4 separate regions of the Mus musculus genome follow, and regions 1, 2 and 4 are each linked to region 3. Evidence: chromatin contacts called from public Hi-C, Micro-C and promoter capture Hi-C data. All regions are on one chromosome and are shown on one strand. The core of a region is the stretch at or near the end of the contact, and the rest is flanking DNA. Distances in the headings are between cores, read along the strand shown. Region 1 holds the start of Snai3 (snail family zinc finger 3). Region 2 overlaps Banp (BTG3 associated nuclear protein). Region 3 overlaps Zfp469 (zinc finger protein 469). Region 4 has its middle 39 kb from the start of Gm34413.

What was found. Promoter capture Hi-C pulls out the DNA fragments that hold promoters and counts their contacts. A called contact is a pair of places that touch in the nucleus more often than the background predicts.
Region 1: a contact with region 3 is called in a promoter capture Hi-C map of embryonic stem cells, with 2.7 times the contacts expected there. The contact joins the promoter of Snai3 here to the enhancer-like site in region 3. A contact is called at or near these places in 13 of 39 promoter capture datasets (the 3T3-L1 cell line, 3T3-L1-derived adipocytes, the C10 cell line and 9 more), 20 of 484 Hi-C or Micro-C datasets (the G1E-ER4 cell line, Th1 cells, bone marrow-derived macrophages and 8 more), 8 of 115 datasets of contacts at active chromatin or transcription factors (bone marrow-derived macrophages, embryonic stem cells, epiblast stem cells and 3 more) and 4 of 9 other capture datasets (adipose tissue, embryonic stem cells, liver and 1 more).
Region 2: a contact with region 3 is called in a Hi-C map of bone marrow-derived macrophages, with 33 read pairs. The contact joins two enhancer-like sites. A contact is called at or near these places in 2 of 39 promoter capture datasets (embryonic stem cells and trophoblast stem cells), 1 of 15 datasets of contacts at CTCF or cohesin (pro-B cells), 5 of 484 Hi-C or Micro-C datasets (the AML12 cell line, bone marrow-derived macrophages, cumulus cells and 2 more), 7 of 115 datasets of contacts at active chromatin or transcription factors (SST interneurons, bone marrow-derived macrophages, craniofacial prominence and 3 more) and 2 of 9 other capture datasets (adipose tissue and embryonic stem cells).
Region 4: a contact with region 3 is called in a Micro-C map of embryonic stem cells, with 3 times the contacts expected there. The contact joins two enhancer-like sites. A contact is called at or near these places in 7 of 39 promoter capture datasets (the 3T3-L1 cell line, the HPC-7 cell line, HPC-7-derived erythroid cells and 4 more), 1 of 15 datasets of contacts at CTCF or cohesin (pro-B cells), 9 of 484 Hi-C or Micro-C datasets (the G1E-ER4 cell line, beige adipocytes, bone marrow-derived macrophages and 5 more), 4 of 115 datasets of contacts at active chromatin or transcription factors (astrocytes, bone marrow-derived macrophages and embryonic stem cells) and 3 of 9 other capture datasets (adipose tissue, embryonic stem cells and pancreatic islet).

The regions. Positions count from the first base shown.
Region 1 is chr8:122,459,365-122,462,064 of GRCm38.p6, reverse strand. It overlaps Snai3 (snail family zinc finger 3), which reads left to right and starts at 1,376. Exons shown (of 3, transcript NM_013914.3): 1 at 1,376-1,526. The coding sequence starts at 1,451.
Region 2 is chr8:122,020,546-122,023,245 of GRCm38.p6, reverse strand. Banp (BTG3 associated nuclear protein) reads right to left here. Exons shown (of 14, transcript NM_016812.4): 12 at 2,602-2,700. Among named protein-coding and RNA genes, the nearest start is that of Mir7237, 44 kb to the right of the region's middle. Within about 2 kb of position 1,360, at least 78 of the 459 cell types and tissues checked have an H3K27ac peak or open chromatin away from gene starts, as enhancers often do. A contact at or near this core is called in SST interneurons, bone marrow-derived macrophages and forebrain, where this site is marked.
Region 3 is chr8:122,268,266-122,270,965 of GRCm38.p6, reverse strand. Zfp469 (zinc finger protein 469) reads right to left here. Exons shown (of 3, transcript NM_001362883.1): 3 at 1-2,700. Among named protein-coding and RNA genes, the nearest start is that of Zfpm1, 13 kb to the left of the region's middle. Within about 2 kb of position 1,350, at least 50 of the 459 cell types and tissues checked have an H3K27ac peak or open chromatin away from gene starts, as enhancers often do. A contact at or near this core is called in SST interneurons, bone marrow-derived macrophages, embryonic stem cells and 3 more, where this site is marked.
Region 4 is chr8:122,054,823-122,057,522 of GRCm38.p6, reverse strand. It overlaps a transcript of Zfp469 not described here. Among named protein-coding and RNA genes, the nearest start is that of Gm34413, 39 kb to the left of the region's middle. Within about 2 kb of position 1,337, at least 43 of the 459 cell types and tissues checked have an H3K27ac peak or open chromatin away from gene starts, as enhancers often do. A contact at or near this core is called in embryonic stem cells, where this site is marked.

The DNA.
Region 1 (2,700 bases), core at 127-2,626, 190 kb before region 3:
AACACAGCGTGCGTAGGCAACAGACAGCTTGTCTCAGCCTTTTTAGGAAAAGCCCTGAAGAGGCTTGTGTTGGCTGAGGCAAGCCTCTCTCCCGCTGGGAAGGCTTCCCACAGCCGTGGGCTTAAGAATTTTAAACCCCAGTGCTGGAGACAGCTACTACCTCTTCCCTGGGGCTGCATGAAGCCTGCTGGCCTGTAACTGTGAGTCATAGCTGAAGAATGAACTTGCACAGCAGCAAGGTGAGGGGGCTCAGAGAAGTGGGGATCTCCAATTTCCTTCACGGTAATGGCTTATGAATGTCAGAAGCCTATTGGGGCCCCGCCTCAAAGGTGGGCCCAGCACCTTTCATGAAACTGGCAGTTCCCCTCAAGCAGGCCAGATCATCCCTCTTTAAGGAGGTTAGGAGATGAGCTGGGAGAGTCAGCCCAAGGCTACGCATTGTGTGGGTGGACAGGAAGGATATGCAAGTGCAAGCCGGTTTAGGAACCATAGGCTTTTTATCTATGCCTGGAAGGGGAGAGGTTACAAAAAAGGCTACTTACAAATCCAAGGTACAGGGGAATGGGCAGCCAGCAGGAATGTGTCCTCAGATAGCCTTCCCACAGATGCCCTATTTCCACACAATTACACCATAACAAAAGAGTACTTGCAGCCACATCTGACCAGCCAGGAGTGTGGGCTAATGTTACCAGTTCTGTCGACCACAGAACTCTCAGAACCTTGCTTTTCTCCCAGAAACGGAATGACACCAGCTACCGTGCCCTGCAACCGTGAATGTGAACGCCAGGGTGACTCAGGCCCCTTCCCCCACTGTCTCCTACGCTGCCGACTCACCTTCCCTTCCCACCTCAGCCCACAGATGCCAAGGAATGTGGGGTTATAGGGTAAAGTTCAGTTCTGGCCACACAGCCCTGCTACTCAGCCACAGACAGACACACCCAGTTGGTGCTCTGTCCACCTACCCCAGAGACTGTCCCACCAGACTCTAACGTCGTAAACATCCACACGGAGAGCCTAGACAACCAGACAGGGCTGTTCCGACTCTCCTGGGCATGGATTATAAAGGATGCTGGAGAGGTTAGGGACTCTGCTCGGCCAAGTTGGCTGGCACCTGTCACCTAACCCTGAACTCTGCTCTTTCATCCAGGGCAGGTCGATGGCGAGCCCCCGCGGGGTCGGTGCGTGACCATGACGCGGGCCAGCGGAGTCCCGTGGGGCAGACACCGCCGACCACGCGGCGGGTTCCCCGCCCGCGCACCTGTCCTGGGCGTGGCTTCGCGGCCCCGCCCCGCCGTGCTCCGCGCTGGTTGGCTGAGGTGGTGCGCTATGCTAATGAGCCTGACCCTTCTCGCACCTGCCGGCCGCGCGGCCCGCCGGCGCCGCCAGACTCTGCAGTCGGTAATCCCGCTGCAGGCTCTGGCTAGACTCTGCCTGCTCTCGGGAGGGGACCATGCCGCGCTCCTTCCTGGTGAAAACGCACTCCAGTCACAGGGTCCCCAACTACGGGAAACTGGAGACACTGAGAGGTAGGGGTTGGCCGGATCTCCGCCCCCAGCTCGCAGCGCTTCGGGGCTGGAGGCAGCTGGGAAGTCCTTGGGAGCTGGGTCACACCTGCCCCAGGTGAGAGGGGAAGGGGCTAGAGTTTTCCATTTCAACAGAGGAGGAGGTTCCCCTTCTGGCTTAAGACTGGGGCTCTAAGAGGGATGTGCCCAGGGCAACTAACTTCTCTGCTTCAGAAGATTCGGGCATGCCTTGGGCTCCCCACTTGGCAAAGTTTCCTGAGCCCCAGATCTCCCCGGAGCTCTCCCTGCGGACTGCTCAGCTGAAGTCCTGAAGTCCTCTCTGTGCAGGTCTGGAAGGGTCCAAACTTAAAGTATGTCCCAGGCGCTGTATACACCCACCTAAAGAAGGTCTCACTAACCACAAGGCCAGGAAACTTGTCCTACCCGCAGATGGTGGCTGGTGAGAAAAGGCAGGACTCCCCCAGAGCATCCTGCCTCGTGGGTGGTGAGCTCATTGATAGAGCAAACAACCTCTGGTGGTCTTCGCTCTTCCCAGAAGCCTCCTTGCTCTCCTGGTGCAGTGACCAAGGAAGAGCCGACCTCCACACAACAGGCTCAGTTGTCCACCTTTACGGCTAGGTTCAGGGGCTTTAGGTCTGAGCACCTGAGAAGAGAACCCTTAATCTTCAGAGCCAGCCTGATGGTCAGAGCTACCCCCACTCAGGTGGGCAACTTCTCAGAGAAAGACCTACTAGGAAGTTGCCCAGTGCCTCGGGACACTTTGGATGTCGGGCCTCAGGCCAGCACCCCTCATATAGCCCCAGCTGGTGGGAGTTCTTGGATCAGGCCCCATCATCACCTCTGCTGCCACCAGGGGGTGCTATCTAGGACCCTGCTCTTGGGGGTGGGGGAGACATTTTTGATTCAATTTAGTGAGTCACCAACAGCAGTTCTATAACAGACGCTATTAGAGTGTGATTTTTCTTTTGGTTGGGTGGTTGGGTCTCCTTACAGAGGAGGTAGAAAGTTGTACTTATAGTGAATGTAGTTTTTTTTCCTTGTATGGAGGATAGAATCAATGCCCCACACAAGACTAGTCAAGCACTTACCACTGAGCCATGCCTCTGGCCCTAGGCCATTGTTTTAAGAGTTAAAACCTTAGATTGCACTTGGAGAGCACATACCAGCTTACTTCCTT
Region 2 (2,700 bases), core at 111-2,610, 250 kb after region 3:
TGAGAGGTAAACAGGCTGTGGGGAGGGTATAAGCAGAGACACCAGGAGCAAGTCACTACAGAACAGACCCCTCGGTCCTTCTTAGCTGCATCCTTCCAGCATCCTGACCCTGTATAACTAGTGACCCTGCCTCAGAATGGACCTGGAGGAGGGACTAAACTCAGGGTGACCCTTGGGGTGACCCCAGCCCTGGATATTCTTACCACTGATTCACTTCCCACAAACCACACCTGGTGCTCACACAACTGGGCAGGGGGCTCGAGGCAGGCAATGCAGAGCCTCCATCTGCTCCTTCACAGTTGCCAGGAACCATGGGCCCCGCCCTCATCAGTGTTGTACAGTCCCAGGCAGGCAAGAACAGCAGTGGACGGAATGCCCATATTGGAGGCTCCTGTGGCATGATGGCACACCACCCTTTGGTATGGAGAAGACCATGTGGTTCCCCACAAGCAGAGACAGCAGCACAAACACCCAGTCAACTTCTAAGAAGAGCTGTGCTGTCAGATGACATGTGCCTTTTTAAAGGACACACTGCAATCGAGGACAGTGTCTCTTATGCTAATGAGGGTCTGCCAAACGAAAACACACTCAGGTTCACGGTAGTGGGAAAATATTGAGGGGGGGGTACTTTTTTTAATGACTGAAAAGCCCTTTTTAACATTTTTGAATAGCTAAGAAAAAGTGAGAACTATTTGGGGAAATGACTGCCAAAAGACTGAATATAGCTGTCCCCTTGGCAACTGCTGCTGAACTCCGTCAGATGGGCTGCAGTGACAGAATCAGGAAGTGGCTCTTTCCTAAGGACTCTTGGCATGTCTTTGGGAAGTGGTCGCTCTACCTCTTTCCTGGAGAGTGCAGTGGCTTCTGGGTCATCTCACTTCCAGTGTGAGTCCGCGCACCTATGGAGGACCTGACAGACTCTGCTCAGGGAAGAGTCAAGAGACAGCAGCAGCAGTGACAGCCTGTCCCTGCACACAGACAGCCCTCCAGACACACCTCCCTGAACCTGCTTACTGATGCTTTTCTGTATGTCAACATCTGGGCATAGGAGGACAGGAATCTCCATGGGCCATGGTGACAGGCAGTGGGCTATGCAAACACAGGGGAGCTGGCCCTCGGCCCTCTCTAGGTGCTTAAACTCAGGTTAATTAAAAGGAAAGAGGGTGTGCAAACACACATCTGGGCTCTGGTTTCCAGGCAAGCTCAAAAGTCCACATAAACACTTGCCTGGTACTTCTGCCCCCAAAACCTCAGCGTTCCCTATTCCACACCCACTCTGGCACAGCTGCTGCACAATGCTACTGGCCACACCCTCCCTCTTCAGAGCAGAGCAGGGCAACAGATGCTGAGTTGCCCAACAGCTGGCTGACAGTAAAGGCTCCTGGTTTTAGATTAAGCTAGGCCCCTTGCAGAGGGAAAAGCCTGAACAGAGTACAATGATCCAGTCTTCTAAGAGTCACTGACAGAGCCCTTGGGTTTCTCCTTCACACTGACTTGTAGGCAAGGTCATCGTCTGTGCTCAGAACTACATTTCTCCAGGCCTGGTGCTCTGCTTCATCTGACCAAGCAGGTCAACGTGAAACAAAACCTAGAATTTTATATTTAGGAAAGAGCAAGCAAGAGCTCCTGTTTGGGGACGGCCATTGGTGGCAGACTTGGTTAGAGCCTTGGCTCTTCCAGACTCTTGACCTTTCATGGGTAGGCAGGGCAGCTTGGGCTCTCTCTTCCCCTGCATTTACCCAGAATACCTCCTGCTCTCTTTACTCAGCAGTTCTTGTGGATCTTATTGGGTCCCACATGCTTCTCTGCCAACCCTGCAGGCTAGCGAAGCCATGCTCTACAGACAGATGAACATTTCCCACACAGCATCTGAGTCCCCGGAGCTTCCTAGTCTCACTGCAAGAACCTGAGGTCAAACAGACAGGACAGTGTCTATGGAGGATCTTTGGCCCACGTGTACCTGGCTGTCTCCCCTGACCTACCCTGGGCCATCCACCAGGGTAACCCAAGGACAGGCAGTGGGAGGGGGGGGGGGTTCCTTGAACAGCAGAAGCAGCAGCTTCAGAAGGAAGGAAAGGACACAAACACCAGAACTGCTGCAATAGCAGAATGGCCCTGTCTCCAAGAATGAAAGGCTCCGTGGGACGAAGGCTCCAAGCTCAGCAGATGGGCCTGACTTAATGGCCATTCATCAAGCCATATGTCTTCATATGCCATCAATTGTTTCGTATGCCTATACACATGTCTTAAGACACATGTGGTCATAGATGTGCACATGCACACATCTGCATGTAAAGTCCATGCCTGTTCACAGTGACCTTGTCAGCAATGCCAAACCCCTAACATGCACCTCCACTCTGATGTCTCTGGCTGCCCAAGCAAGCTCTTAGCCTCAGGCCTCTGTGGGATTCAGCATAGACAGTGGCAGTCATTGTGGCAGCCTCTGTAAGCCTGGGCTTAGTGTGTGGCACAGGCTCTGTAAGGACCTATGGCAAGCAGGACGTGCCTGCTGTCCAGAGCTCTGACCTGACCCTTCTTTCAAGGTCCCTGGAAAACACTGGTCAGGCCACCCACATCTCCCGACAAGAAACACTTACAAACCTGGATCATTTCATTTCCAGCAGGCAGATCAAGTGTGTCTCCTCCCAGAGGCCAAAGCTGGGAGGGATTAGCCTGGGCCACTGAGTCACCGCTGACAGG
Region 3 (2,700 bases), core at 101-2,600:
GCCCTTCCTTTGTCTTCCATGGCTTTCTCTTTTCTCCCTGGGACTTGAATGCACTTGGACCCCCTGATGAACAGCGTCCCCAGGCCCTCTGGTGCTACCCTTGGTGTGGGCTCGAGGTGGGGGCTGGTCCGGGGTGGAGCTCGCCCAGCTAGGACAGCTGGGCTCAGTAGGGGTGGAGGCCATCTCACTTTGGAGCTGCCCACTGGTTGGCTGGGGCTGGCTGCCACCCCCTGTCTGAGTGCCAGGCTGGAGCCCTCCACTGCTCTGAGGGGTGCCTCGCAGTTTACCTTTAGAAGTGTTGGGCTTTACCCTGTCCTCAGGACTCAAGACCAGCTCTGCGGCTGGGATCCCCATCCCTCCTGGTTTTCGGGGTGGTGCTGGTGGCTTCAGTGCTTTTTTGGTGGGCTCTGCTGCTCTGTGATGGGAGGTACTTGAGTAGGCTCCTGGTTTGGTGGCATTGCCCTTCTGGGAGGGACCCTCTATTCTCCCCTCAGGTGCCATGTGGTGTGTGGTCACTAGCCTCTCCTGGAGCTGAGAGGGGTGCCCTGGGGAACACCCAGGGGCACACTTGTCTCCGTTGCCTGGACTCTTGTGTTTTCCTGGGAACAGGTGAAGGGCCCTCTTTTCCCCTACCAGAGCCTGCCATTTACATGGCTCAAGGCTTCCCAAGGAAGCCTCGTGTTCTGGTTTCTCCAGGGTTCTGTTCAGCTTGCAGCAGCCGCCTGTACCTTCAGCTGAGGCAGCTGAGAAAGGAGACAGAGACGGAGGTGGAAGATCCTGGCCACTCAGTGGTAGGTTGTTCCCCCTGGGTGAGTGGTCTGCCTGGTCCACAGGGTTCTCTTGAGAACTGGGCTGGTCCAGGATGAGGCTAGGCGCTAGGGGCAGTGCAGGAAGGGACACCTCACTTGGTGTAGGGCTGGTTGTGGAGGGGATTCTGTCAGTGCTGAGCTCAGGGGGACTGAAGGGCGCCATCAGCCTGTTCTGCTTGCTGGGTAGCACATCCTGGGAGACACGGGTCTTCCTCCTAGGAACCCCTGGCCGCTTAACACTCCGGAGTGTGAAGGGCTGCAGGTCGCAACTCAGGTGCTTGCCCATGTGCCTGTCGAATTGCTCCTTCTTTGCAAAGGTGTAGTTGCAGGAGCTGCAGACAAAGGACCTCCTGATGACGTGCATGACATTGGCGCAGAGCTCACAGGCATAGAGAGGCACGTGTGGGAGCTCCTTCTCCTCTGTCACCCCGTGGGTCAGGCCCAGGTGTACCTTCAGCTCCCAGGGCTCAGGGTAGACCTGCGGGCACCGGGGACACAGGTAGACGCGCTGTGGGCTGTGCACCGCCAGGTGGCGCTGCAGCTTGAAGGGCTTGGGGAACTGCTTCCCACAGTGGTGGCAGTCACGGGAGGGGTCCTTGCAGTCCTCGTGCACTGGTACAGCTTGGAGCGGGGACTCGCCGTGGGACCAAGGGTCTGGGGACGGGGCGGGGGGCGTCTTGGCAGAGTCAGAGCAGGTGGCAGAACTGCTGGTCAGAACGGATAGGCTGCCTCCTTCGGCGCCATCTTGGCTGGGGGTGACCGAGGCACGTGCCTTGCGCTTCATCCTTCTTGGGGTTTTCTTTCCAGCGTCTCCTTCCTGCTCTGATGGCTCCCTACTGTCTTTGCCGATCGAGCGCTTGGTCCTCTGGGGTTTGGATGCTCGCTCCACAATGGTGTTCAGGAAGTGCGTGAGGGCGCTTTCCCCTTCCAAGCACCCGGGCAGGTCTCCTAAGGCTCGCCGCGCCTGGCCATTTCGGGCAAAGCGGGCTGCGTGCTCCCGAAGGTGCTGGTTGTACATCCAGACATCAGCCACCTCCTTCAGGCACATGCCACAGGCCCACGGCCCTGCTTTGCCCTGCACGTGCTTCTCCCACAAGTGCTCCCGTAGAAGCTCCCGGGAACTGAATCTGCGCTCCACGCACAGGTAGCAAGTTGGGGGCGGCGAGGGGCTGTGCGACAGCTTATGGAGATCCAGCTCGCCCAGGCTATGGAACCGCTGGAAGCACACCCTGCACTTGTAGGAGGCCCTCTTGCCCTTCACCCGCAGGTCTCTGCCTTTGGCTCGTCTGGCCCGGGCAGTTCCCTCCATTCTTTTGTCTGGAGGGCCTTGTGAATTTGCTGTGACCTGGAAGTCTAGGGCGCCTGGGTTAGAGAGTTCAACAAGGTCACTACAGGGTCTCAGAAAGCACAGGTCTTGTATCTCCAGCTGGGTGCTGAGAGCCTCAAAGTCCTTAACGTAAAGTGGGGGCAGGCTGGCATTTCCAGGAGGCCTGTTGTCATGTTCCCTTTCTAGGTTAGGGGGTTCCGGGCTCATGTCTCCAACAGAAGAGGCTGTCTCACAGGCTGGGCTACAGTGTTCCAGGTCCCGCCAGGCTGCTGGGACCATGTGCAGCTGCGGGATGGGCTCTGACCATTCATCTTGGTTCTCCATCAAGCAGGAAGGCTTCTCCTCCACGCAGCTGGTTTGCCTGTCGGATTCCAGGGCCCACAGGCTGAGGCTGGGGGTCCATGGGTCAAGGCCAGGTGTCTTATTGCTTAGAAGGCCATCGAGGAGGAGGGACTCGGGCAAACTCATGACTTCATCATCCCACACATCCTCTTCCTCTCGGGACAGGCAGAGAGAGCCCGAGTCACTGAGATCGGTAGGCAGGCGCGTGGAGCCGAGTGAGAC
Region 4 (2,700 bases), core at 88-2,587, 210 kb after region 3:
GCCCTATGGGTTTTAAGCTGCCGTCTGTCATCATTCATAGGCAAATGAATAGAAGGCTTCCTGGTTGTGCCACACTGGGAAACAGGAGCGAGTGGGCTGGAAGGCCTGTGCCTGGCATAGCTGAGCAGTGAGATTCGCTTGTCCTGTCTTTCTTCTGAGAGGTCCTCACTCCTCCTACCCCTGCTCCCTGTCCTTACCCTGGATACACTGACGCAGCTCTGTCCATGGCCATGAGAACAGAGAGACAGACTGACATGGGACCCCTATTGTAAAGAATAAACCTGCTCTCAGAGGCCATCCTGGACACATCACAGCAGTGCAATGTGGTCTGGCAGCTGCTTTGACAACTCGGGATTAGGAAGACAGGATGAGGAGGTTACGGAGAAAGCAGCGAGTGATTTATCATCCTTAGGCCATTGGAATCAATTATGGATGCACACAAGTATGTATGGCATTTCACCTACTCAACTCTCCCGGAGGCCCAGGGCTGGGCTTAGACATGGGAGCCAAGAGCCCAGCATTAGGGCCAAACTCTCACGGGCCCTGGGCCAAATGAACCCCCTTCAGAGTTCGTGTTCTATCTACATAATTGATGACATCTCATGTTGAAGCCTGACCAGGGCTTGTGACCAACGTCAGCTTTCAGCTCATGATATAGTAGGGACTCCACTGCCCTCAGAGTCCCCACTCACTCCAACCCATCCTCTCAAGCCCTGGAACCAACACTACCAGCTCCCAGGGACTGATCCCACTGCCCCCAAGCGGAAGCCAGACGATCCAGTATAGCATGTTGGCCTTCCAGTTATGGTGGCCTGATCCACCCCTTCAGGATCAGCGTGGGACACCCACAAACATCTTTCACCCAGTGGGGAGCTGATGCGTATAGCAGATCTCTGTTTACTCAACAGGCCCTACCCAGGGGTACAATGACTCGGGTTTTCTGGTCTTTAGCCTTGTCCAGCAGTGGCTTCTCTCATACCCTCTGCTGCCATGCTGGGTTCTAGCCCAGCCACTGGAGGTCCAGGGAGCCCTCTCCCTCCCCACCCCCCATCATCAGTAGGTGGCTAGGTGATATGCCATGGCCACTTCCTCCAGCCACCCTTAAGTAAGTTCCCAGCCCCTGCACTAAGGCTACCCTCTCACACCTGATGATGTCACTCTAGGAAATGCAAATGAGGGCAAAGCACAGAGTGGCTTGTCCTGTATGGAGTAGGTAGAACCCAGCCTTCTGCCCACACCAGGGGGAGCCAGCTCCTGCCTGGTGGTGGGCCTCTGGCTCCCTTTAAAGACCCCACCCAACCTCAGGGTGGCCCTGAGTCTATTCTGAGCCCTCTGAGAAATGAGCCAGGGCAAAGGTTTCTCTCTTTTCACAGACTTGTGTCTCTGGCACGTGTGCTCTCTGTCCTGTCTTGGGGGAGGTTCCCTAGCTGCTTGATGGAGTTTGGCTTCCCCCACCCTATTCTTCCCAGAAGAGCCTGATCTCTGGATTAGACAAAGCCTCACTCTGCAAACTTGGCTGGCCACGGTCAGAACAAAACTCAGACCTCCCATCTACCTACCCACAATTCCCTCGTTTTACCGGGAGGAGCAGGCTGAGTAGCTGAGGCTAGCCTCCCTGCCAGTCAGCCACCTTCGCTTCCCTTAGACAGAACTCAAGTAGCGAGGGGCCGGGAAGCCCACTGCGAGCTGCAAACTCGAGGTTGTCCCCAGCTGTGTCACAGGCCACCCCCATCCAGCAGGAACAGCTTCCTGCACCAGAGCCCCAGTCCCCTCCCACTTCTGGAACATGCACCCAAGCCACAGACCCGAAGTCCCATAGCAGGTGTTGCCTACGGCCACACCTGCAGCAAGGGATTCCAATGAAAACCTCAATGTCTGGCTGCTTTTACGCAACCGGCCGGAAAGGGAATTGGTGACCTGGAGAATGGCTGAATGCTTCCAGAAGAGCAAGGTCAAGCTCATCGGGACAGCTAATGATGATGGATGCAAGCTAGGCTGGAGGGGCTCCTGAGGATGCCCCAGGGATGGCAGTGGGCGAGGCCTCTGAGCCTGGGATCTGCCCTTAAAGGAACAGGAAGGAGGGGAGGGAGGGAGGGTGGAGAAACAGACTCCCGGCCAGCTCCGTGACCCCTCAGCTTATGCGAAGCAGCCATACTTGCTCTCTTCTTTGTCAAGGCTCCATGGAAGCTCAGCAAACTGAGGTGGGAAGAGGCTGTACTTCCAGCCTGCCCACTCACTGCCTAGCCTCTGCCTCAGAAGCCGTGAAGGCCTGCTGGGTATAAGGGAGTGGCCTCTGGTCTCCTGCTCCATTGCTGCCTCTTCAGAACTGATCTGTAAATTCCCCCGACACTCCCCATGAATTTGCCTGCTTGGCTCAGTGGATCTGTGAGATGCTGGCAGCATCTTCCCATCTCCCTCATAAATGAATGCATTAAGATTGCTGGCATGTATGCCTTTGGTATGTATATGTCAGGACATCATCTTCTAAAACCCGCCTTTCATACAGGGGTCGCACTGCTGGGAAACCGTAGAGCAGCAATCTGAGCCCAGATCAGCCCACTCTACCCAGAGAGGGAAATCAGCCCCACATCTGCATGTCATTGAAGTGCTGCTCTGCTTTATGGTGGAGGAAGTCCAAGTTCAGGGATGGGAGAGAAAGCAAAAGCCAGCAGACAGGCTGTCCCAGGTGCTGTGTGCGGC